Regions from separate parts of the Danio rerio genome. Here region 1 is linked to region 2. A link is a contact called in public Micro-C data. All regions are on one chromosome and are shown on one strand. The core of a region is the stretch at or near the end of the contact, and the rest is flanking DNA. Distances in the headings are between cores, read along the strand shown.

Evidence for each region. Hi-C and Micro-C count contacts between places; a contact is called where the count stands out from the background.
Region 1: a contact with region 2 is called in a Micro-C map of caudal fin, with 5 times the contacts expected there. The contact joins the promoter of bmpr1ab here to the promoter of glud1b in region 2. A contact is called at or near these places in 2 of 18 Hi-C or Micro-C datasets (caudal fin and an unstated tissue).

The regions. Positions count from the first base shown.
Region 1 is chr12:27,820,240-27,823,085 of GRCz12tu, forward strand. bmpr1ab (bone morphogenetic protein receptor, type IAb) reads right to left here and starts at 1,438. Exons shown (of 13, transcript NM_001004585.2): 1 at 1,262-1,438.
Region 2 is chr12:27,643,810-27,646,509 of GRCz12tu, forward strand. It overlaps glud1b (glutamate dehydrogenase 1b), which reads left to right and starts at 1,310. Exons shown (of 13, transcript NM_199545.4): 1 at 1,310-1,922. The coding sequence starts at 1,526.

The sequences.
Region 1 (2,846 bases), core at 188-2,687, 180 kb after region 2:
CATGCTGACAATGAGCTGTCATCTATGAGGAAAAGGTTCTTTGCTGTAGAATAAATAGATAAAAAAACTCATTTATCAAGTGAGCATTAAGCTATTAAATAGTGGTGGCTTGGATTGATAGTATTTATTTTTTGCCTATTTGTGGGTTTATATATGGAGGTGTGTATGTAACTTTTTGGGGGTGGGGTTGTAGATTTATAATTTTATATACACATTTGCTTTTTGTATGTTTGTATTATCTTTTTACGTATGTGATGACTGCAGCTAAGGACAATAGCCCAAGACAAATTTACATAACTGGGACAATAAAGTTTTACCTTATCCTTATGTTTTAATTTAACAGATATAAAATTATCAGTTTGACTGCAATTTTCGACTTGATTGGGTTATTAATAACAATGGATATGTCATTTTTGTCTTAGCAACAACAGTGTTTAGATGTAGAAATAACCAAATTAATGTAAACTAAAAAAAATAAGAAATCAAATTCATCTGTGGCCATATAAATGACAAATGTAATAGCATGATTAAAACAGTATTGTTGTTAATACAATAATCGTAACGAACAGCATATTTTGTTCATTACTGAAGTCGTGACTATACCAACAAGCAGAAATAAAGCCACTATTTTCTCTCTTATTATGTTTGAGGTTTTGTAGCAACCACAGGACAAACAAACCATGCAAATGCCAACAGACAGCATCTAAACATTTACATTCAGTTAAAAAACAGTGTGCAGCCTGTCAATTACAATTAAAATGCTGCAAAGTTGATGTAAAAAGAACAAAACCCTCTAATCAAGGAGAAACTGTTTTCTATTCAGCTTCTGACAAAGGCCAATCCAAACTACACAAGCAGGTAGTCAACGTGATTTTACGCGATGCATGTTGGGACATGATAACAAAACCCAAACACAGATGCTATCAAAGCAACAGCAAACATACAAACAAATACAACACCAAACAAATACAATAGACGAAACACGAAGCAGCGTAGACAGACAGTATAAATGAGGTTTGCCTTAAATGAGAACATGGGTGTTGTAGAAAAAGATAATATAATATGGCATAAACAAAATTGATTATTAACACGCAGACGCAGATGTACAACACTCTGAATACCTTTAACTGATATTATTTTAGTACTATGTTCGTTAAGAGCGTCCATTATTTTGCAAAACGAAACCATGACAAGAGACAAACTTTCTCCCTCCACAACCGGAAAGAAAATCATCACGCAAATATCCGGAATTCCCACTTACCTATTTGATGAAGCTGCTAAAACAGTCCAAAGCCTTCCAAATCAGGGCTTATGGCACGTGACGAAAATCTACTTCAAAGCGTGAATAATAAAGAGTTTCCCTGGTGTGGTTCTATGTGATTTTTCTCTCTTTCGAGAACGTTTTCTCCTGTTTCTTTCGTTCTTTTTTCTCTAGTTGTGCCTCTCTGTGAGGGAACATTCCACTCGTGCGCGTAACGCGATGAGCCCTGATTCAGTCCTCCAATCACAACCTCGCGCTGCTTTCGTCCTCCAATCACTGCCGCGCGTCTGAGCGCGAGCGTTTTACTCGCGGACGCGCGCGGCGAATAACAAGCAAGAGAAACGCGCCGGAGAGCGAGGAGATGGATGAATGGGAGGAGGTCCTACCAAAATCAGAACTGCGGGTGCCATCTGTTGACAAAACGTGGAAGTGTTTAATATGCCACAGTTTGCAATTTAAATGTATAATAATGAATATAATCTAGCACAAGATTAACGAAGTGTTAAATGCGCGTATATTTTAATATAAATAAGATAATATAAACAAAAACACGTGGGGAGAATTATGAACTTATAACCAGAAAGTAAGATTGAACAACGTCATCACTCCTAATTACATTACCATCTACAGGGCAGTTGAGGTGTTGCAGAAATTGGCTTGGTGAATATAGCCAGACTCACCATGAGGTATGAATTTAGATAAATATGAGAAATTTAAAGTAAACTTTCGTTGAAGCAGGTAATATTTTTATACTATTTTACATTTTTAAATAAGTAAAAAGGTTAACACAGTTAGAGCAACACGGTGTCTCAGTGGTTAGCCCTGTTGCCTCACAGCAAGAAGGTCGCTGTTTCGAGTCCCGGCTGGGGAAGTTGACATTTCTGTGTGGAGTTTGCATGTTTTCCTGGTTGGTGTGGATCTTCTTAGAGTGCTCTGGTTTACCCACAGTCCAAGAGTATGAGTATGGGTGTTTCCCAGTATTGGGTTGCATCTGCAGCATAAAACATATGCTGTTTAAGTTGCCAGTTCATTCCCCTGATAAATAAAGGTATTAAGCCAAAGGAAAATGAATGAATAAATATTAATTCATATTCAAAGATTTTCTATTTTAATGTTTTTATAATGCTGATAAAATAAGCAGGTTGATTTCTATAACAAATATTCAGTTTTAAAATATTAAATCATATTAAATGATTTTCTATTTAAATGTTTTCATAATGTTGATAAAATAAGCGGTTAGGTTAATTTCTATAACAAATATCCAGTTTTAGAATATCAATCAAATTCAATGATTTTATATTTTAATGTTTTTATCATGTTGATGAAATAAGTGGTTAGGTTAATTTCTATAACAAATATTCAGTTATTAATTCACATTCAATGATTTTCTATTTAGATTTTTTTTTGTTTACAATGTAATTATTTATGTGATGGAAAACTGAATTTTTTGTCATATTTATTTTATAGTGATGGGTCACAATGGTGCAGTGGGTAGCACGATCACCTCACAGCAAGAAGGTCGCTGGTTCTAACCTCGGCTGGGTAAGCTGGCATTTCTGTGTGGAGTTTGCATGTTCTCCCCGTG
Region 2 (2,700 bases), core at 60-2,559:
ATCATAATTATTACACTAATAGTGTCCACTTAAGGAATTAGATCATCAGATCAGCAACATTCAATTGTAATTAATAGAAAAATCACATCTAAAATAATTGAGCTTGACCATTAATTAAAATAAAAACAATGAATGGCTCTTAAGCATGAGGACTTTTAATTAGGATGCCCAGGCACTTTCAGTGAACTGTTGCAGCGTTTATAAGATCTGGCTTAAAATTTTAACTGTCTGACTGAGACACAATATAAAATGGGTCTCACGTCGACCAAGAAGCACTATTCACATTGTGGCTTTAAAATATGAATATTTCCAAGCAAACAAATTTGTGTTTAATAGATGTCTAATAGTGGGTGGTGCAGTGGGTAACACGTTCTAATAGTGCGTGGCGCAGTAGGTAGCATTCGCCTCACAGAAAGAAGGTCGCTGATTCGAACCTCGGCTGGGTCAGTTGGCATTTCTGTGTGAAGTTTGCATGTTCTCCACGTGTTCACGTGGGTTTCCTCTGGGTGCTTCGGTTTCCCCCACAAGTCCAAAGTATGAGTGTGTGTGAGTGAATGAGTGTGTATGTAATGGTGTATGTGTTTCCCAGTGATGGATGGCATCCGCTGTGTAAAAACATATGCTGGATAAGTTGGCGGTTCATTCTGCTGTGGCGACCCCAGATTAATAAAGCCGAAAAGAAAATGAATGATTGAATCAGATGTCTAATAGACATCTAAGTGTAGACAGCTTGGCTAAAACAAGGCTAAACTTGGGTTGTTAGTAAAAATCTAGTATCTTAGAGTATAGCTCAAAACTAGACTAGCTATTAAAGTTTGGCCTATTCTTAGACGTCTATTAGATTTTTTCACTGACAGCCTAAACTTAGCCTTTTTTTAGCCCCATGACTTTGTTTAGACGTCTGTTAGACATCTATTAGACATCTTTAAAAAAATGTTTGCTGGGTTATTTTAACAGTATTTTCGATTTTCTGCATTTATGAGCTGCTTCCTTACTGGACTTGTTTAAACCCCCGTTTACGTGGTTTTACGCTTGAATGACTTTTAGGTCAATACAACTGAACTGACTATATTTTACATTATATTTATATTTTACAATTATTTTTACAATTATTTTATTATTTTAATATTATTATTTTTGCTGTAAAATATACCTCATGAAATTAAAGACAGTCACATCAACATTTCTGCAGGAAGTTTTTCGGTGGCTGAAAAGCAGTTCCTTGGATATCGCCTATTAAAACACGGCCGAAGGAAAGGGAGATTTAAAAGTTGCGCGTGCGGGTTCCTCCTCCTCCTCCTAACCTTCCGCCTAGCTCGGCTCCTCTGAACACGCCGCTGCCTTTTAAAGCGTGAATCGGCATGAGCGCTGACACTTTGACACTGAACGAGGCAGGCTCAGGAGCAACTGTCGTCTCGTTCATTTACCCCCCTTCTCGTTTCCTTTTTCCATCTCGTCGATAACCCAGCATCATTTCATCTCTTCTTTCTCCACAGTACCGTAACTTTCAAAGCCCCTTGTCGCCATGTACCGGTATTTCGGGGAGCTGCTGACTCGCGGAGCGGGAAGCGCTCTGGCCTCGGGATGCGTCGAGTCCGCTCTGCCGGCTTCCTCGTCTCTGCTGCGGGTGCGCCACTACAGCGATGCCGCTGACAAGGAGGACGACCCCAACTTCTTCAGGATGGTGGAGGGCTTCTTTGACCGCGGCGCTACTATTGTCGAAAACAAACTGGTGGAGGACCTGAAGACCCGGGAGACGCCGGAGCAGAAGAGGAGCCGTGTGCGGGGAATCCTCAAGATCATCAAGCCCTGCAACCACGTCCTGAGCGTGTCCTTTCCCATCAAGAGAGACAACGGAGAATGGGAGGTTATCGAGGGTTACCGGGCACAACACAGCCAGCACAGAACACCCTGCAAGGGGGGTAAGATATCACTATTTATTTTTATTTAAGCAAAACGTGTGTTTGCAAGTGTTTTGTTCAACAAAAGGATTTACAGTTTCGGTTTGTGTTCATACTGATAGACAGTTGTTGACAATGACTCTCCTGATTATTATTCTCTTTTATTGATATGATGTTTGCACGTTTTGGGACAAATGCTGCTCTGCTTTTGCCTGGATTTGACCAGTTCTGTCTTGTCAATAATAAATCACCTTGGCAGACCTTGCACAGGTGTACATTTTACCTGGAGGTGGAGTCAGATACAGTATACACAGGAATTTAGGTTATTTTCCCCAAGATTGTGTATGTTAGTCATGTTACCAAATAGCATATCTAATCATTTAAAACCCTTTCCAGTTGAATAAATTAAATGATTTGCTTTAACAATATATTTTAACAGTACTCAACTTGGCATAGGAAATAAAATGCTTAATTACAGATCATGACAGCATAATCCAAAATACAAATTAGCCTACAATACTATTAATATTAATAATAGTAGTAGTATTAAATTAGCTTAATTATTACTCTTGTAATTTAACAACACCATCAGTCATATAATCAAAGGAAAATAAGTTGTTTAGATCATAACTTTGAATTGACAAATAAAGTGCTTCACGGAGCATGACAGCATAAAATAAAATGTTTTTTACTGTGTAGATTTTAAATTTCTGCTGAGATGAGATTTTGTCATTTAACAAAAATAAAAAATAAAATGAAATAAAACCTATGCATAATATTTAGGAATAGTTTTAAATAA